5 separate regions of the Mus musculus genome follow, and regions 1, 2, 4 and 5 are each linked to region 3. The links are chromatin contacts, called in public HiChIP or PLAC-seq, Micro-C and promoter capture Hi-C maps. All regions are on one chromosome and are shown on one strand. Each heading gives the region's core, a stretch centred on a gene start, on an enhancer-like site or on the middle of the called end of the contact. The rest is flanking DNA. Distances are from core to core; before and after follow the strand shown. Region 1 holds the start of Atxn2 (ataxin 2). Region 2 holds the start of P2rx7 (purinergic receptor P2X, ligand-gated ion channel, 7). Region 3 holds the start of Ccdc63 (coiled-coil domain containing 63). Region 4 holds the start of Atp2a2 (ATPase, Ca++ transporting, cardiac muscle, slow twitch 2). Region 5 overlaps Anapc7 (anaphase promoting complex subunit 7).

What was found. Promoter capture Hi-C pulls out the DNA fragments that hold promoters and counts their contacts. Hi-C and Micro-C count contacts between places; a contact is called where the count stands out from the background. HiChIP or PLAC-seq counts read pairs in DNA pulled down with a chosen protein or histone mark.
Region 1: a contact with region 3 is called in an H3K4me3 HiChIP or PLAC-seq map of embryonic stem cells, with 13 read pairs. The contact joins the promoter of Atxn2 here to the promoter of Ccdc63 in region 3. A contact is called at or near these places in 5 of 115 datasets of contacts at active chromatin or transcription factors (the SCID.adh cell line, bone marrow-derived macrophages, embryonic stem cells and 2 more).
Region 2: a contact with region 3 is called in a Micro-C map of embryonic stem cells, with 2.6 times the contacts expected there. The contact joins the promoter of P2rx7 here to the promoter of Ccdc63 in region 3. A contact is called at or near these places in 4 of 39 promoter capture datasets (cranial neural crest, embryonic stem cells, erythroid cells and 1 more), 6 of 484 Hi-C or Micro-C datasets (B cells, the Ba/F3 cell line, Th1 cells and 3 more), 4 of 115 datasets of contacts at active chromatin or transcription factors (T-cell acute lymphoblastic leukemia, bone marrow-derived macrophages, memory CD8 T cells and 1 more) and 1 of 9 other capture datasets (adipose tissue).
Region 4: a contact with region 3 is called in a promoter capture Hi-C map of erythroid cells, with 18 times the contacts expected there. The contact joins the promoter of Atp2a2 here to the promoter of Ccdc63 in region 3. A contact is called at or near these places in 4 of 39 promoter capture datasets (cranial neural crest, erythroid cells, neutrophils and 1 more) and 4 of 115 datasets of contacts at active chromatin or transcription factors (the 230-238 cell line, extraembryonic endoderm stem cells, large pre-B cells and 1 more).
Region 5: an H3K27ac HiChIP or PLAC-seq map of cardiomyocytes shows a contact between it and region 3, with 4 times the contacts expected there. The contact joins the enhancer-like site here to the promoter of Ccdc63 in region 3. A contact is called at or near these places in 1 of 115 datasets of contacts at active chromatin or transcription factors (cardiomyocytes) and 2 of 9 other capture datasets (adipose tissue and pancreatic islet).

The regions. Positions count from the first base shown.
Region 1 is chr5:121,709,772-121,713,532 of GRCm38.p6, forward strand. It overlaps Atxn2 (ataxin 2), which reads left to right and starts at 1,838. Exons shown (of 25, transcript NM_009125.2): 1 at 1,838-2,505. The coding sequence starts at 1,865.
Region 2 is chr5:122,641,735-122,645,792 of GRCm38.p6, forward strand. It overlaps P2rx7 (purinergic receptor P2X, ligand-gated ion channel, 7), which reads left to right and starts at 2,193. Exons shown (of 13, transcript NM_011027.4): 1 at 2,193-2,464. The coding sequence starts at 2,340.
Region 3 is chr5:122,130,606-122,134,380 of GRCm38.p6, forward strand. It overlaps Ccdc63 (coiled-coil domain containing 63), which reads right to left and starts at 1,360. Exons shown (of 12, transcript NM_001384199.1): 1 at 1,316-1,360.
Region 4 is chr5:122,500,404-122,504,312 of GRCm38.p6, forward strand. Atp2a2 (ATPase, Ca++ transporting, cardiac muscle, slow twitch 2) reads right to left here and starts at 1,822. Exons shown (of 20, transcript NM_001110140.3): 1 at 1,165-1,822; 2 at 528-545; 3 at 328-410. The coding sequence starts at 1,282.
Region 5 is chr5:122,438,248-122,442,002 of GRCm38.p6, forward strand. Anapc7 (anaphase promoting complex subunit 7) reads left to right here. Exons shown (of 11, transcript NM_019805.4): 8 at 1,072-1,268; 9 at 1,839-2,063; 10 at 3,043-3,193. Among named protein-coding and RNA genes, the nearest start is that of Anapc7, 18 kb to the left of the region's middle. Within about 2 kb of position 1,549, at least 21 of the 459 cell types and tissues checked have an H3K27ac peak or open chromatin away from gene starts, as enhancers often do. A contact at or near this core is called in adipose tissue and cardiomyocytes, where this site is marked.

The DNA of each region.
Region 1 (3,761 bases), core at 588-3,087, 420 kb before region 3:
TTTGCTTTCATGTCAGGCTTCTTCAGGGTCACTTTTTCAAGGACCACCACATCTAGGAAGGCTAACTTTCCCTCTCTCCATGTTCTTGGGAAATAACAATGACCTTTTAGAAAGTGTTCACCAAATATGACAATTTTTATTTGGGCTATGTAGGTTAATTGAATTTCAACTGGACTACTAGTAACTCTTATATACGTTCTAAGTTTTTCTTTTTAATTATTCACAGGTGGACCAGGGGTGTGGAGCTGGAGAGGCAATGCTATACTCCCTATCTAAAACTGACACCCCAGATCCATTTTTCTCTCTTTTTTTTTTAAAGTCATATTTATGGCCAGTCATGGTGAAGCAGGTCTTTGATCTCAGCAGGCAGGTGGATCTATGTGAGTTCCAGAACAGCCAGGGCTGTTACACAGAGAAACCCTGTCTCGGAAAAAACCAAACAAGAACAAAAACCACCACCGACAAGGTCATACTTATATTGCTTATATATGTGTGGCACAATCCAAGGGTGGAGGGCTGGGGACAATTCCAAGCATTTAAGTTTTCTTCTTCCACATGCCAGCTCCAGGGTTGAGAGTTAGGTGGTGAGCTTAGGCAGCCTGGGCCTTTACCTTCTGAGCTATCTGCTAGCTACTTAAAAAAAAAAAAATCCATGTAGACCAACAAGTCTGGAACTCAAGAGATCCAGTTGCCTGTCCAGAGCTGGGATTAAAGGCATGTGCCATAACCAGGGGTAACTCTTCATTGAATTGCCCCTTCTTGAGACTGGGTCTCTTGTAGCTTAGCCTGGCCTAGAATTCCCTCATGAAGGTGAAGATGACCTTGACTGTCTAATCCTCCTTCCATTTCCCAAGTGCTCGTACTACAGGCAAGAACACCATGCCTGCCTTTAATTCACTGGAATGACTTTAATAGGTTGAGGGTTTTTTTTTTTCCCTCGGCCCATCACCTTCTTAAGCAATTTCACTTAGAAAAGAAAGAAAAAAAAAAAAACCAATTTAAACTCATTTGAAAAAAGTTAACCATTTGTTTCCAATTTAATTACAACACCTTAAAAAAAAAAACGGACCAGTGTTTGGTGGCCTTCCCGAGTTAAAGTAAAAGTTTTTAAAAGGGGTCAAGGTCTAAAGTTGACATTCTTGGGAAAGTCTGTTTAGTCTTCACCGAGGGAGACCCCATCACCCAGTTCTACTACCAATCAGGTCCATTTCCCTTCGGGTCCCCTGAAGGAGGAACTAAGAAGTCCGAGCGAGCTAGGGGGAAAAAAAAAAAGAGGGTTCAAATGAAGGTCAGAGACCCAACAGTTCGCCGGGGTGAATAAAGTGGGGCAAAGTGAAGCAGCTGGCGGTGGCTTCTGAGGCGGCAAGCTTCCCCACGCTGGCAGGGCAAGTCGGCACGCAGTGGCACCTGGGGGCCTACTGTGTGCCAGGCCCCGATTGCAGGTCCCCGCCCCGAAGGTGCCCGCAGGCCATCCTCTAAGTTGTGATTTGGTGGGGTGGGGGTGGGGTGAAATCAAGGTCCTCCAAGGGGGTCGAGGACACCCGAGCAGCTCACGGCGCCCGTCCCCGAAGCAGATCCCGAAGTTCAGACCCGCCTTGGCGAGGGCGGATCCCTCCTGGCCCCCTCCACGGCCCTAGTTCGACCCCGGGGAGAGCGAACGCGGCCCAGCGCTGCGCCCCGCTCCTCACGTGTCCCTGATCGGCCCCCCGGGCCGTCTCACGTTCGACTTCCGCCTGACCCTTCCGACTTCCGGTAAAGAGTCCCCCCCCCCACCCCCGACACCTCCCCCGCCCCGGGTCTGTTTCGCATCTCCGCGCCCTCCAGGCCCGCGTCAACCCCGTCCGCGTCCGCCAGCCCGGGTCCCATGCGTTCGTCCACCGCCGCCGCTCAGCGGCCCGCGGCGGGGGACCCCGAGCCGCGCCGCCCGGCGGGCTGGGCCGCGCGGCGCTCGCTCCCGCGGACGGCGCGGCGCGGCGGGCGGGGCGGCGCGGTGGCGTATCCCTCCGCCGGCCCTCCCCCGCGCGGCCCCGGCGCCCCTCCCCGCGGGCCGCGCTCGCCACCCTGCGCCTCAGACTGTTTTGGTAGCAACGGCCACGGCGCGTCCCGGCCCGGCTCCCGGCGGCTGCTCGGTGTCTGCGGGCCTCCCCGCCCCTTCGTCGTTGTCCTGCTGCCTCTGGCCCCCGCGGCCACGCCGGCCCGCGCCTGCCCGCCCGGCGTCCGCGCGTCCCCGCCGCGCTCCGGCGTCTCCTCCTCGGCGCGCCCGGCACCCGGCTGTCCCCGCCCGGCGTGCGAGCCGGTGTATGGGCCGCTCACCATGTCGCTGAAGCCGCAGCCGCAGCCGCCCGCGCCCGCCACTGGCCGCAAGCCCGGCGGCGGCCTGCTCTCGTCGCCCGGCGCCGCGCCGGCCTCGGCCGCGGTGACCTCGGCTTCCGTGGTGCCGGCCCCGGCCGCGCCGGTGGCGTCTTCCTCGGCGGCCGCGGGCGGCGGGCGTCCCGGCCTGGGCAGGTGGGTGTCAGCTCCCCCAGCCCCCTCCGCGCCGGGCCGATCCCGCGCCGCTCGTCCCCTCCCCCGCCTCGCGCCCCGTGACCGGCCGGCTTCGCGATGTGCCGGGGGGCCCGCGGAGGGGCGGGAGGCGCCGGCAGATTCCTTCGGGCTTCTCGGGCCGTGTCCAGCCTCCCGCACCATCGCGTCCCCTCCCCCCAGACGGCCAAGATGGACGGCCCTGGCGGCCCCCTGCCCCTCCCGGGTGTGCCAGGGGCGATTGGTATCCCGCCCCACCCCCTTGCTGCGCCCCCCCCCCCGATAGAAGGGCGGCTGAGCCTGGGTGCGGGTCGCAGGGGGTGGGGGGATCCTCTCCTGAAATGAGCCTCTTTGCCGGGTGGGGAGTCGGGAGGGAGGAGGGGAGATTGAGGCCCAGCCGCCCCAGGTAGGGTCAAGCCGGGTGTCCTGCATATCTATCCCCCGCCCCGCAGACCCTGGGAAGGTGGGCGACGGAGGCGAGGTGGGTGCCAGCGGCCTAACGCACCCATCCCCCTTTAGATCTGGGGCGGCGGGGTTCCCGCAGCGGGCCGTTCTTCCCCTCCCCCCCCCCAACTGGGGAAGGGGTGGGAGTGCCCGGCTCCCTCCAGGCCCGCCTCCCTCCTTCCCCGCAAGGTCCCCTGCGCGCGGGTGGTGGCCGATCCGCATTGCTGTTCCTCGTCCGCGGAGCAGAAGGCGCCTTTGAATAGAGGTGGGCGAGGGCCGGACTCTTGAGGTGGGTTGGCCGCGGGCTCTGGACACGCACCGCATTTTCCCTCCCAACCCCCCCCCCCCCCGGCCCAGTTCCTGCAATTTTTAGGGGTGAGGCGCCGCAACAGAGGAGTTGGTGCGGGTCCGAAGGCAACAACTCCCGAGTGTTGGCTTGCGCCCTGGTCCCCCTCTCCCCTTCCCTGGGCCCGATCTCGTTGGTAGGCTGGGGTGCTGTCCTGTGTGACTGGACTCTGGAGGGTGTGTGCGTGCGGGGGTGGGGAGTGGTGGGGGTGCTTGTCAGTTCGTATTTCACGAACTAAGAAAATGCTTAGTGTTAAAACGGAGAGGCAGATGCCAATAGACTCCATTCCATTGTGGCCGGTGTCCTTAACTTGGGAAACGCCGCCGCCAGAGCTTACCAAGGGCATGCAAGTCCTTTTCCCCTGTGCCCCTGTGTTACAGGCACTACTGTGCCTCCCTCTGGCCTAGGCCTGGCTGGCAGGGCCTGGAGCAGCCTCCTCCTTAAATAGACA
Region 2 (4,058 bases), core at 943-3,442, 510 kb after region 3:
GAAATGAATGCAGGGAAGGAACTGAACCGTCAGAAGCCATGGAGTTGTTACAATATGAAGCCAGGTTTGGAAATCAGGCAGCTAGCCCTCTAGTTCTACCCACTAGACTTTACTGCTCTAATGGAAGCCCTTTGGCCTACTATTTGTTACATTCATCTTTGGTGTGTGTGTGTGTGTGTGTGTGTAGCTTGCGTGACCACCTGTGCATATTTGTGCACAGTTTTAATGGAGTCAGTTCTCTCCAAGTATTCGGGTCCTGGGGACCGAACTCAGGTCATCAGGCTTGATGGCACCTTCGTCATCTCACTGGTCCCATTTATTGAAGGTTACTGTACTCCTCCGAGTTTTGAAAGAGTAGCGACAAAGGTCAGGGCAGAGTTAAGAGAAAGCGGTAAGAGTGTGCTGGCTAGGGGCTGGCGAGATGGCTCAGTGGTTAAGAGCGCCGTCTGCTTTTCCAAAGGTCCCGAGTTCAAATCCGAGCAACCACATGGTGGCTCACAACTATCCGTAACGAGATCTGATGCCCTCTTCTGGAGTATCTGAGGACAGCTATAGTGTACTTACATATAATAAATAAATAAATGTTCAAAAAAAAAAAGTGTGCTGGCTAGAGAGGGCTACAGAGGGAAGCCCTTACCCCTCCGGGGCCTCCCGAGTAAACAGAGAGGGTTGGGAGACGCATCTAGCATCACTGCCTTCTAGTCCCTTGAACTGGAGCCAACAGGGGCAGGGGCCTTGATGTAGATCATAAGGAGGAGAAAGTACAAATTAAGTTAGGCTGGAAACATGTAAGTCTGCCTGGCCCATAATGCAGCAGGCAAGACAGCAGTAGGTTGGGATGCTTGCGGGGAGATGGTTCTTTCTCCCTAGGGAGGGATAACGCCTGAGTGACTGTTGCTTCCTTTCTCTAACGTCTAACATCCCACTTGTGCCTGGAAGATTCCAGGTCTCAGAGAAGCAGCAGCCATAGCCACGTTAGGACAGAGCCTCAGACACCAGGCTCTGCAGGTGCCTCATTTGAGGACGATCGGGTCTTTATCACCCAGGACCACCGATCCACTGTGTAAACCGTGTGGGAAAGGCCTGCTTTATACATCCTGCTTTCCTACAGCCTGTCGGAGCAGGGTTTCAGCCCTGGTGTGGTCCCTCGCAACTATAGTCCCAGAATTTGTGAGCTGGAGGTGTGGGAAAGATGAAGGCTTAAGGGTCAGTCTCAGCCTCACAGTAAGTTACAGAGAAGTCTGAGTTACACGAGACCCTGTCTCAAAACAAAACAAATAGAGAATAAAACAACAAAACCGCACAGCAAAAAAAAAAAAAAAAAAAAAAAAAAAAAATCAACCAAACAAGATTTCCTCTCAACTCCACCTTCCTCAGAATTCTACAATGAGGCTACCTCTTCTACTATTTGGAGATAGCATTGGTCCTCTCTCATGAGGTGTCTCCATGGTCAGGAGGGATACTGGATGCAGCTTTGTTCTTGGTGGTCTAGGACTGACTGGACCATGAGATGACCTCCCGGGTCCCGAGCAGGATGAAGTGTAGATGGAGGAGAGAGTGAGACAAGCGTGGATATAATCTTCCCATCCCACAATGAATCTGATCTGGCAGCCATCTTTGGCAGACCAGAGTATCCCGTGGAGCAGCGGAGGACAAAGATGCCATTCAGTCATCGGGTGCACCTGTACATGTGGACTGAACAAAGGGTTGTCCGGAAAACAAAGGGATAATCTCTGTGGGGTGCGGTGGGGCTCACCTATAATCCCAGCACTCGGGAGGTGGAGGCAGGAGGATCAGAAGTTCATAGCTAGCCTTGAGTGAGTAACAAATCTAAGGTCAGCCTGGCTGCTTGAGAACAGGTCTCAAACAGGCAACAAAAGAAATGGATGGGTCTGAGTGGGGGTGGGGGGGCTTGAGGCAGTGGTCGCATCTAGGCCCTTGTCTGAGTCACACTGGGTCTTACAACATTTGAAGGACTGCCCTTTTCTCTCAAATGAAATGAGTTCCAAAAGAGCACAAGGAAAGGGGGTGGGGAGGGGGAATTTTAAAAATGCCCATCTTCTGAACACCATCTTTGTGCGGGCGTCTGGGGGAGGCTAGCGGGGCGGGGTCATCTGCCAGCCAGGCCTGTAGGACTTGGTTCTTGTTTATTCCACTCACATTCAGGGCAGTTGCCAGGACCCGCCCCCGCTGCAGTCACTGGAGGAACTGGAAGTTAACCGTTCCTGCTGAGAAATCGGTGTGTTTCCTTTGGCTGCTCCTAGGTGAGGGTTTGCTGTGGTCTAGCCTGGGAAGTAGGTCTAGCCCAAGTCCAGCCTGAACAGAGCGAGCCTGTCGCCATGCCGGCTTGCTGCAGCTGGAACGATGTCTTGCAGTATGAGACAAACAAAGTCACCCGGATCCAGAGCACGAATTATGGCACCGTCAAGTGGGTCTTGCACATGATCGTCTTTTCCTACATTAGGTAAGCGGGGCGTGGGATGGGCCGATCTCTGCAGCACTGTACAGCGTCGGCAGCCCCACGAGGCAGCTGCTGGTGCACTGGCTGGATTCTATGTGGGTCCTTAAATCTGAGACACACTCTCATAGCCCGCTGGGAGGAAACAGTAAGAGGAAGCTGTGCTTGGCTGTAGCTGGAGGAAGCCGCAGAGAGAGAGGGTGGCAGACTGTGTGCCTCCCTTTGGCCTTTTCAACTGCAGCCAAGGCCTGCCAAGATGAGCGAGCAGGGCAGGGCATGCCCGGGGAACCTGGGAGACACAGGCCAACACCCTGGGCTCCCACAGAGATAAGGGGATTTCCCTTGTGGGCTCTGAATTATCCTCCTGCTTAGGAGAGATAGAACCAGGTTTGCAAATGTCGTTTTTAGAGCATCTTGGAGGTCCTTTAAAAACCTCTTATGAAGGTACAAAATGTGTACCCCGGACTTTCACTGATTTACAGTGTTCATGTCCATGGCTTTCCATGTATTCGTCGAGCTGTGCAGCGGTCACCAAAATCAAGAACATTTTCAGCCCAGTGTGGTGGTGCATGCCTTTAGTCCCAGCACTGGGGAGGCAGAGTCCAGCCTGTCTGTCTACAAAGCAAGTTCGAGGACAGCCAGGACGACACAGAGAAACCCTTTTTTTGAAAAACAAAACCAACCAAACAAGAACATTGTTTATCAGCCTAAAAGGTTGTCCCTTAGATCAGGGACCCACCAATCCATTTTCTGTTCCTGTGGATTTACATATGTATGTATGTATGTATGTATGTATGTATGTGTGTATGTGTATGTGTATGTGTATGTGTATGTGTATGTGTATGTGTATATGTGTATGTATACACACACACATATATTTCATATAAATAGAATCACATGGCATGCGGTCCTTTGCGACTGACTCTTCCTCTTAGCATGTTTTCAGTGTTCAGGTATGTGTTAGAGCGAGTGTGTTGATGCTGTAGACTATTTATGACTGGATAACACTCCACTGTATGTAAGTACAATACTATATAAGTAGACAGCCCTCTAGAGACTTCTTACTCATTCACCAGATTTACTTGGGGTTGCTTCTCTCTTTGTTACCTGGACATATGTCCTAATCTCTCCTGGGTTTACCTGGGGCTGGGGTGGGAGAGGGGGACTTGTTAGGTCATGTGACAACTGCATGCACCCTGGTAGGCACTGCTAGACTGTCCTCTGTGGCAGCTTCACCTTTTCACCTTAGAGCATCCGTCTCCACTCTGTCCACATCCTCACCAACGGGCGATGCTGTGGCTTTCAGACTGGAACTAACCTAGTGGGTGTGAAGTGCTCTCTCATTGTGGCTTTGGCTCCCGTTTCCCTGATGATGATAAGGATGGTGCTTTTGACGACGTGTGTGGTGTTGCTGTAGTTTACAGAGAGTGAGAGTGGCCTCTGAGTGTGTGCCTGTTGGTGTGTAAGGGGGTCTGTGTGCATGTGGAGGCTAGGGGTGAGCTACCTGAAGCTTACAGCTGGACTGGCTTGGCCATCAAGCACCCAGAATCCTACAGTTTCTGCCTCCCCAGTGTTGGGCTTACAGGCACCTGCTGCTATG
Region 3 (3,775 bases), core at 110-2,609:
TTAGGACCTGGGCAGATGGCTCCAGCCTGTCACTTACCCTTCTCCTCACATCTCTAAAGGAAAGGGGCACAGAGGCCTCTGATGATCAACCTGATGGAGCTGTTTTGGTTTTTTTGACTTTGGGACAGAGTCTCCTGTAGTCGAGGCTGGCCTCAAACTCAGTATGCTGCCAAGGCTGGCCTTGATCTCCTGATCCTCCTGCCTCCACCTCCAAAGTGCTGGGATTAGAGGCATGTGCTACCATATCCGGTACTTCATGCAGGCTAGGCCAGCACTACCCACTGATACATACCTATCCCACACCCACACACACAACAGAGTTGAAACCCTGCCTACGCTGTGATTACCCCACCCATACCCCACTTCTAGGATCAGGAACCAGCAACCAGCAACCCAGAGGAACATTTTATCATATCAGAACTTGAATGCTACCTGCCCAGAGGCACTTAGGAGTGGGGACATTAGCAGACAAGCCCCAAAGGGTTGTTAGGCCCACTGTGTCCCAGAAACTGCGAGGTCCTATGTGGAATTCCAGGTTCTCCATTCACATTCTTGCCCAGCCTCTAACGGACCTCAGGTACATCTGTGCTGCTCTCTGGAGCCTCAGTTCCCCATCTAGACAGTGGGGAGGGCCACGCCCTCCCCTAATCTGCATAATCCCCTCCCACTTCCGTGGACCAGTAATTCCTGTTGTACACTGGAGAGAATTTAGTAACTGAATTTTAACCTGGGGAATCTAGGTCAGCCAGTTCCATGGGGCTCTATGAATCATACTAGCATGGGGAGAGAAACCATAAACACCAAAACCTCAAGGCTTAGCCAGACCAGAAGATGTCACTGGATCGCGTCCTATCACACCAGACAGGAAGAACTTTTCATGAGACAATTTGAAATGAAATTTCTGGGGACTTATAAATCATGAGAGTTGTGGCAGTGTGAATGTCTAAGTCGATTTGGCATACAAACAAGCGCCTACTGTGTGCTTAGTGTTGTGGGGAACTGAGCTGTGGTTCAGCCACCCTCACGACGTGATCAATTTGTTTTAAAAAGAAAACAAAAGGTGGGCGTGGTGGTGCTGGCCTGAGTGACGCGGGAGGTGGAAACAGGAAGATCATGAGGTCAAGATCTTTGGCTGTAGCTTTACTTCAAGGTCAGTCTGTGCTGTAAGTGAATGGATACGTAATAAATAAATACACAGTCGCTTGAGAGCACATATAGCTCTTTGAGTTTGGGGAGCGTTTATGGTGGCAGTGGCTGGTTCCTGCCTCACCTCTGCTCATCCCCGGCAGGGGGCGCTGTGTGTACCCTAACTTACCACCCACGGCTCCCGCGGCTCCCGGTAGTGGCGGCTCGTGTGTCTAAGTGGCAGCCAGCTCCGCACCCCGCGTTCTCCGCCCTGGAACCCGCGCCTTTGTGACAGCGGCGACTCGCGTTCTCTAAGGACAGCCGAGACAACCGGACCCACGGAGAACCCGCATTTTACCAGAGGGGACAGGGCAACGCATTCCTGGGCTACCCTCAGCTGCCCTGTGTCAAACACCTTGGCCACCTTGGCCACCAAGCCAGCTTCCATTCCCTCCCTCCCTGGGTTACTACTCTCTTTCCTCTCGCTTCACCATTAAATACCTCCTTTCTGTTACACAGTGACCTAAAACGACTTGTTTTCAGAGTTTGGAGATTAAACCTGGGGCAGGTTAGGCAATGACTTTACCCCGGTCCGCCCTTCACCATCTGGAAGTTGCCCTCGGGTCCTGCTGTTTCGGCTGCTCTCCACTGTCTGCCACTGGGTGGGCAGTGGTTAGAAACATGCCTCTCTGGCGAAGGTTTCCCATCGCGGTTCTTCCTGGGTGCAGAACTCGGCCCTCTTGCCAAGAAGAACGAGCCCCACCCCACCCCCACCCCCCCACCCCCGCCACGGCCCCTCGCGTGCGCCCCCAGTGTAGCCTAGAGCAAACAAAGCTGCCAGCGGTAAACAAATGGAACCAGCACACACAGCAAGACAGTCTCCACGGCGGTCAGATACCCAAATCAGCCCATCCTTCCCAGTCAATGCTTGGACTAGGAACGTTAAGAGACTAACTGGTGCCAGGCAGTGGATCTATCGATGCCTTTAATCCCAGCACTCGGAAAGCGGAGACAGGCAGATCTCTGAGTTCAAGGCCAGCCTGGTCTACAGAGTTGAGTTCCAGGACACCCAGAGCTACACAGAGAAACCATGTCTGGGGGCAACAGCGGGGGTGGGGTGCATTATTTCCTGGAGTCTGCCACAGGGGTGGGCTTATAATTACTGGTCGTGGTCTCAAAGGCACCAGAGGAGCTTCCCACAGCCCAAGGTTAGAGAAGAGGAAGGTGCTTTGCTGTCGCTGAAAAGGAAATAGGAGATATGCTGCCTCTGTTGGTTGCTGGCAGCCCTGTTGCAAGCCTAAGGGAGACCAGTGGCTGATGGTCTACAATGTTGGCTAGCTCCTCAGATAGTGACTGCGGGTATAGGGTAAGTATAGGGCACCCCTCCCCGGTCATCGGCCCCTGGGAAAACCTGGAGCTGCAACTTCAGGACTTTTATTAGAAGCCAAAAGAGTGGACTCTGAGTCACAGTTCTGACCCACGGTAGAGTCGTCTCAGAACTTCCCGAGTCTGTTAATTACGAGTCATTCAAACCCAAGCAACTGTCTACATCCTACAAGACCCTTATCTAGCAGTGTGCTTAGTGATAAAGAACATGGGTTAGGCCGGGCAGTGGTGGCGCATGCCTTTAGTCCCAACACTTGGGAGGCAGAGGCAGGTGGATTTCTGAGTTCGAGGCCAGCCTGATCTACAGAGTGAGTTCCAGGACAGCCAGGGCTATACAGAGAAACCATGTCTCGAAAAAACCAAAACCAACCAAACAAACAAAAAACATGGGTTAGGATTATCCCTTCCCAGAACAGTGGATGCAGAATGGCCAGTCAGTCCCCTGAACATGACACCAACCTGGCGGGCTCTGGGGGCCTTAGGAATTGTACAGAGCCTGTCTGAAGGGTAGGTGGGTGCCTTGATCACTTGCCCCCCACCCTGAAAACTACCACCCCTGGAGAATGTTCTCCACTCGCTCTGTGATATACGTGCCTCTCTTCCACACCCCAGTTTGAATTCTTTAAACTGAGTTCACAGGCACTGGGGTCAAGCCAAGGGGAGCTCAGCCTTGGATCCCAGCACTTTAATGTTCAGCGAGGGAACTGAGGTACAGAGGCCATGTCCACACAGGGCCCTCTGCCTGTCATTCTGTGGCGTGCGGTGGTCTCCATCTGCTCTCATTCTGACTGGACAGGAAAAGAAGGCTTGGCTCAGTTTTGTCCAATTAGATCTTCAAGCCAGAAACTTTACTCTGGGCATGAACCCCTCCCACCGCAGGACAGCTCCGGACTGATTGACTAGCTGTTACTGAGTCTAAGTGTTGGGTACTGGAGCTAACTAAAAGACTGTGAAGTCACCTGCTGCTGGTGTGGCCCTTTGTCACTAACCCACAGTATTGCGTTGACTGTTTTTGGGTTGTTTTTGTTGTTGTTGTTGTTGTTTGTTTCTTTTCTTTTCTTTTCTTTTCTTTTCTTTTCTTTTCTTTTCTTTTGAGATGGGGTCTTACTATGTAGCCCTGGCTGTCCTTGAACTTGCTATGGAATACCAGGCTAGCTTTGAACTCACAAGAGATCCACCTGCCTCTGCCTCCAGACTGTTGGGCTTAAAGGCATGCCTCACCAGGCCAGCTAAAGGAGGGGTTTTTTAAAAAAATATTTTTAAA
Region 4 (3,909 bases), core at 572-3,071, 370 kb after region 3:
GTGCCCAACATCATCGTAGTGTGATCTTACAACATGATAACAAATGGAAGAACCCCAACAGAAAAGGACTTAGAGTGAGGAACTTTCTGATACTAAAAACTGGTGAGACACAAGAATTCCAGAGACCCTGCGCAGTCAGGGGTCACCTCTCACTGCACTGTAACCTAAGCAAAACAGCTTCTATCATTTTCCCCCCTCTAATTCTTGAGTTATTTTGTTTGTTTGTTTTTAAACACGGAAACTCAATGGTAATTATTTATTTTCTGGTGTCCCAACGAAATTCTTTCAACTTTTATGGGGAGACAAAATAATTTTTTAAATACTTACGAAAGATATACATGCTGCCAGCAGTAAAATTCTAACTAGTAAGTCTTCAAACTGCTCAATCACAAGTTCCAGCAAGGTTTTTCCTGTTAGAAAAGGAAAGGAAAAAAAAAAAAAAAAAAAACAAACCATTTGTTTCAATTGTCCACATCAATCAGCCTGCACACATCATCTCTCCAAAATAACATGTTAATATTATTTACCTTCTTCAGCCGGCAATTCTAGAAGGCCGAAATTCGACAGCAACGTGTCAGGAGGAAAGCAGAAAGAAAAATGAAGATATTGTATTAGCGCTTTTATTAAAAACTGCTAAATTCACCACCATCGTTGTCTGAATGGCGGATATAGGTGTATGAACGTACAACAATCTGTCTCCACTTTGATACCCCGAGAAAATTATTCAGCCCTGGTAATCAGTGGCCTCGGAACTGCCCGTAAGCCCTCTCCGGCCTCCAGGACCATGCAGTCATTTCAGCTGGGTCATCACTTCTGCCAGATGTGCAACTTTGGGGAGCACAAGAAACGGTCCGAGGGTTTCTCAACAACATCGACGCCTCATAAATCCGCGGGGGACTCAGCCCAGCCGCAGGAACCTCCTCCCTCCTTCCCACTCCCTCTCCCCCCCCCCCAATCCGACTCGCTGAGCGCCGGCCGGGAAGGTCACCGGCTCGAGACCCCTAGAGGTCGGCGATGGCCCAGACCCGCGCGTGGACCGCCCGGCCTCTCGCAGCCGTCGGGCGCCGCGCCGAGCCAAGCCCCACGAGGTGGAGCCGGGTCAGCCATCTTCCTTGGCGCTCGGGCCCGCGCCGCGCCGCTGCAGCCCCGGCGCCCCGCACCTACCGTTGGAGCCCCATCTCTCCTTGAGCTTCTTGACCTGCTCCAAGCTCAGCCCCGTGCTCTCGTTGACCCCGAAGTGGCCCAGCACCTCCTCCACGGTCTTTGTGTGAGCGTTCTCCATGGCTGCGGGGGCCCCGGCCGGCCTCGCCTCGCGTCCCCGCGGCCTCCTCGCCTACCGCCTCGCACTCCGGCCGCGGGCTCGTGCCACCGCGGGCGCCCGGGCGCGGACAGCTGTCCCCTCCTTTTTCTTCTCCTCCTCCTCCTCCGCGGCGGCGGCGGCCGCTTCCGCCTGACCGGGGCGCTGAATCACCCGAGCCCCCTCCCCCAGAAACCGCCGCACGCGGCCCGGCCTCGCCGAGCCCGCCCGAGGGACTGCGAGCCTCCCGCCCCGCCGCGAGTGTGGGTCGCTTCAGCAGCTGCCAGCCGGCCGCGGGCAGCGCAGGCCCCGGGCGCTGCGCCGAGGAGACGGGGCGCAGATGAGGAGCGGCGCCGGGCCGAGCCCTCGGCGCCGGGAACCGCGAGGCAGGCGACGGGAGAGGAGCTGCGCGGCGCGCCGGCCCGAGCCCCTCAGCTCTGCACCCCCGACAGCGGCGGCGGAGGGAACTGCGGCGGAGGAGACGGGAGGTGGCGGCGTCGGGGACGGCTCCGCGGAGGCTGCTCTAATAGCATTTATCCGCCGCTGCCTCCCCTCTCGCCGCCGCCGCGGCATGTGGACGCCGCTCATTGGCCGAGAGAGCCCCCAGCGCGGCGCGGGCGGCGCGGCCCCGCCCCCTCCTCCGGCGCCCTCCCGCGCGCGCGCACCGCGCGCCCACGCCGCCAGCAGGCCCCGCCTCCTCCCGCGCGCCGCCCCCCAGGAACCCGGATCGAGGCCGCGCGCGGCGCCTGTGCGCGCGCACGGGGCCAGGGCCACCTCTGCGTCCACGCTGTGCTCGATGCGCTGCGGCCACCGGCGCGGGCGGAGGGTGAGCCTGACTTTTCCGGGGCCACGGCTTTTCCCGTATCGACCGCGCGCGGGGATAGAGCGCGGAGTTCACGGGTGGGCGCTCTGTGCTGGTTGCCCTGCCGCTGAGGTTGGGGACTGGCTGGGACCGCGCATTGGCAGGGAGGCTCGGGAACGCAGGGGGGCCGAGGCGCGCTCGCACTGGTGTCCTTGGCTTGCCTCCGCGTCCTGGGCAGCGCGAGCCGTGCTCTGCATCCTAATGTCTCCTTCAGAGCCCCCCTCAGCAACCAAGGGGAGGAATTCCGCAGTTCCCTTCCCACACAGCCAAAAGCGCTCATCTGTCGCCTCGGGAACACCGCATCCCACACCCCCAGCCGAAAGCCTCATCTCCATCGCACGCCAACACCAGCCCTTCCTTCCCCTGCGGGTTCTGTGCCCCGACAGGGAATCCCACTCTTGGGGGAGGAAGGAGGAAGTTTTATTTCGTTTTTAGTAGCTCACACAGCCTTTGACACACGTCTGCATAGAAGTCACAGGTTATGCTGTAGCAGCTATGCTAGGTGGCTTGGCTTTGGCTTCCAAATGATGGCTGCTATATAAGACTTCCACTTCCCCCAATGCGAGAGAAGGAGCCTTCAATCCCAAATCTATTCTTAAACCACAGATCATCTGTTGTTTCTGTGAGGTCTGTACAGAGCCTAGCATGCAAGGTAATTTTGCCAATATAAAGAGGCTATACGGAGCCCGCCTGTGATCCCACGAACAGAAGTGGAAGCCACGGGATCAAGAGTTCAAGGTCATGGACAGACACTGAAGGAGTTTAGGAGCAGTCTTCCACGTTGGACCTTGTCTAAAACATACAAAATAAATTTAAAAAGCAGAGGAATGTGGGAAGCCATACTTAACAGGGAGGAGGCCCTTTGCATTGAATTTGCAAATATCTTCACAAAATGCGGCTTCATGAAGGGCATAGATTGCAAAATAAAGCATTTCATCTTCTTGAGTGTTTAGCAACGCCACCCCCCCCCCCCAATCACTTGAGACGTCCCACAAGGCTCCGCCTCAAGACTTAAGATAGATTCCTTCAGCAGATGCAAATCATGGTGCTTTACCCGACTGAAAAAAAAAATCAAGTACGTCACTTCATTTAATTATTTCCAAGGAGTGGAGGCTGGCACGCAGTTCTGATTGATACTTGGAACAGGACCAACAGAACCCTACACGAAACAAACAAACAAAAATTCTAGTGTATAGCAATGCACTCCCTAGAAGCAAGGTGGAAACTGGTTAGGTCACAGCCTCTTCTGGAGGATCAGGTGACTGCCTGCGAGGTGGGGGGTGAGAGGGTGGGAGGGATGGAGAGCTGGTGGGTCTCCCTCCTAGCTGGATTCCAGTTCTGTCGTACCTACAGCAAGGGGCACTGAGAGTAGGAAGGTCATGACCTCTCTTAGTTTGTCTGTGATGCTCACTGGGTTTGGCTTTTGTTCTGTAGTCCCCTCCTTCAGGGGCTGGAGGTGCACCCTACAACACGGGTTCCCAGTTTTTCCCTCAGGCCATCTTCCTCCTTGTCCGGTCCCCTCCTGAAAGATGTTTGGTGGTTTTTTTTGTTTTGTTTTTCCAGAGCTGAGGACCGAACCCAGGGCCTTGAGCTTGCTAGGCAAGCTCTCTACCACTGAGCTAAATCCCCGAGTCCCCCCCACCCCCCGGAAAGATGCTTTATTATCTAAAGCAGCTCCCCTCCCCAGGATGCCTACTATCACATTATTCAAGGGTCTCTGCTGCCCTAGCACTTTTCTATGGAAAATACA
Region 5 (3,755 bases), core at 299-2,798, 310 kb after region 3:
TATGGGGTTCACTCTCCTTTCTCCCCATTTTTAATAGGGGTTTTGAAAAGAGATTCTTTAAAGAGAATATCAGTTAATTTTTGGTTAGCTTATGTTTGTTTTGTTTTGCTTCTTTACTGATCTCTGGCTTGTAGCTGTAAGCATAATTTGTAATTGTGATCATGTATACAGACTTTTTTGTTGTTGTTTTGTTTTTTTTTCTAGACAGGGTTTCTCTGTGTAGCCCTGGCTGTCCTGGAACTCACTCTGTAGACCAGGCTGGCCTTGAACTCAGAGATCCACCTGCCTCTGCCTCCCAAGTGCTGGGATTAAAGGTGTGCGCATCACTGCCCGGCTGTATAAAAACTCTTAATTGATAGCCACAGCTGGAGCCTGGGTCCTTTGAAGAGAGACTGCTGTGGGTTTTCACAAGATGATCAGTGGATTCCTGATAAGGAGACTTGGTGAACACAAGTCTCTTTCCAGAGGTTGGGGGTTAGGTAACTGTAGGTCTTAGAGGTGGCATCAAAGGAGGCCTTGGCAAAGTTGCCCAGGGTGGCAGTGCAGCCTCTGGCTGAAGTGTAGCAGTCATCTATACCGGCCAACATCAGTAACTTCTTGGGCACAGGAGCAGAGACAATGCCAGTGCCTCTGGGGGCAGGGATGAGGCGCACCAGCACAGAGCCACAGTACCTGACACACATATTTGGAAGTCATAGAACAATTAGCAAGAGCAGTGTAGGTCTTAGGAAGTACTAGGCTTGCCTGCAAGCACCTTGGACAGCTTTTTTGTTTGTTTTTTAAAGATTTATTATACATAAGTACACTGTAGCTGTCTTCAGACACTCCAGAAGAGGGAGTCAGATCTCGTTCCAATGGTTATGATGGTTATGTGGTTGCTGGGAATTGAACTCAGGACCTTCGAAGAGCAGTCGGTGCTCTTACCTGTTGCGCCATCTCACCAGCCCTAGTTTGTTTTTAAAGACAGTTTGTCGGCTTCCCAAGTGCTAGGATTCAGAAATTCTCTATAGTCTGGTGTTAAGCCTTCTTCAGAGGCTTCTCTCAGAGAACTTGTGGTTTTTTTTTCCCCAGATGCCACAGCTTCTATAGCAAGCGCTACTCTCGGGCCCTGTACTTAGGTGCCAAGGCCATCCAGCTGAACAGCAACAGCGTCCAGGCTCTGTTACTCAAGGGGGCGGCGCTTAGGAACATGGGGAGGGTCCAGGAAGCCATCATACACTTTCGGGAGGCCATCAGGCTTGCGCCTTGTCGCTTGGACTGTTACGAAGGTAAGCCGGGGACCTGCCGATGCGGTGTCGGCCTGACAGCTGCGCCCAGATGGCAGTGGTGTTGGTCAGAGTTTGCTGGTGCTGTGCTGTGTTAGAGGCAGGGCAGCTGGGGAAAGCAGCAGCTGTGACACGGAACTCTGAGTTTCTCCAGCCTGGGCAGCTGAGCTGCTTTTTAAAACAGTTTTTATTGTTAATATTTCTTTTGAGGCTGGATGTCACTGCAGCCCAGCAGAGCTGTGCCAGGTTTAGCGACATTTGGTGACTGAGTCACTGACACTAAAATAGCTCTTCCAAGATCCTGTCCCTCTAGACCTCGTCGTAGGAATTAACAATAAGCTCAGCAGTCTGCCTCGTAACAGGAAGATGAGGTCAAAGTTGAAGAGAAAAATTTGAAGTCAAGAAAAAGAAAAATCTGCTTTTATAGCTAGAGGGCCTTGCTGGGTCATTCTTCACAGCTCCTTAGAACACTAGAGTGAAGGAAGGCGCTGCGGGAGTGGGCGCAGCCTGGGGCAGAGCTCAGGAGGGGCTGGTGAGCCATCCTGCCTGGCATCTCTGCTCTCTGTGTTTCAGGTCTCATAGAGTGTTACTTAGCTTCTAACAGCATCCGAGAAGCAATGGTGATGGCCAACAATGTTTACAAAACTCTGGGTGCAAACGCTCAGACGCTTACGCTGTTAGCCACCGTGTGTCTGGAAGATCCAGTGACCCAGGAGAAAGCCAAAACTCTGTTAGATAAAGCCCTGGCGCAGAGGCCGGACTACGTCAAGGCCGTGGTGAAGAAAGCAGAGCTGCTCAGTGAGTACTACACTTGCATGTTCTGTTGTCCTTCCCCCGCAGCATCCTCCTCTCCCTGAGGCTTACAGATGACCGAGCAGCTCTGAGCCTGCTAAAGTGCTTTACACAGCCAGATGTGGCTTAGACCTGCTTGGGTTGGTTTAAACCAGCTAACACCACTTGGTAGTTGTTGTGTTCATCTCACTTTATTTTTGAACTAGTTTAGTCTGGTCCAGAAGCCTTCGGTCAGTTGACTAGTTCTGAGCCATGGGAATTCTCTGAGTTTTGTTCTTCTTGCTTCTGGCACATTCCTAAGTTTATATGATGCTATGAAGAGGGTATTCTGGCTCGGGATTCTACTGCAGGGCCACTGGCCTTCTTGCTAGCATCCGGAGTCCAGAGGCAGCATGGGCTATCACAGGAGGTGGGGGCGTTTGTTCTGACCCACGGTAATCTCTGTGCTTTCACTGGTTTGGGAATAAAATTGAATTCTTTTTTTTTCTTTTCTATTTTTGTTACGTTTAAGAGTATATATATGCTGGGCAATGGTGGTGCACGCATTCAATCCCAGCCTTTGGGAGGCAGGTAGATCTGTGAATTTGAGGCCAACCTTGTCTACAGAGTGAGTTCCCGGTCAGCCTGTCTGCAAAAGAAAAAATTTTTTTGAAGTTTCAGGGAACAGGTTTAGTGGTTTGGGTAACGATGCCACTAAGACTGACGAGGTCAGTCCTGAGACCTACACGGTAAGACAGGCAGCTCCCACAGATTGCCCTCTGACCATCACCACGTGCTGTGTGTGGCATGCTTGCCCCTCCATATAAGTTAATGTAACACATGGTTTTTAAAGATGCAGTACTCATGCCAATTTCCCAGTGAAATAGAGACCGCATGCACAGGCCCCTTGTAAGCCCTGTAGCGCCTTTGAGGGTATCTCTGAGAAAGTTGTCATGTCACAGTGGGTGTGACTGCACTACTGAGCGTGAAGATTGTCTTTCTCCAGGCAGGGAACAGAAATATGAAGATGGAATTGCTCTGCTGAGAAATGCGCTGGCCAACCAGAGTGACTGTGTCCTGCATCGGATCCTGGGGGACTTCCTAGTAGCTGTGAACGAGTACCAGGAAGCGATGGACCAGTACAGTATAGCACTGAGGTAGGTGCTCGGCCTCCACGGGAGGGAAAGAGAGGAGGCAGGGCCTGTGTGGCAGGTCTGCAAACACGCGTGCCCACAGTTGAAGGCAGGATGAGAATAGTAACGAGAGAAGGTGTTTGTGAATTCATGACTCCTGACATATTTTCCTAAAGCACATTAGCGGAGTTATCCTTCTTCCCCAGCCCACATCCGAGCAGCACCCAGGCTGACTGTACAGCTCTCCTGTGCTTGCCCACACCCCATGGCTTCAGAGGGTTACGTCTAGTGGAGATTTTACAGTCTGCTTTTTAAAATCTATTGCTAAGTATGTTCCTGTGTTTCTGTCTACTATAGTAATTAAAAACTTAAATTCTGAAGTTTGAATACAGCTTTTACCTGTCATCTTGGTCAAAATACTAACCAGTTTCCTTGTCTATACCTTCTTCATTGGACATTAATTAGGGGTATCAAAATTCAGAATGTGCCGGGCAGTGGTGGTGCACGCCTTTAATCCCAGCACTTGAGAGGCAGAGGCAGAGGCAGGCAGGTTTCTGAGTTCGAGGCCAGCCTGGTCTACAGAGTG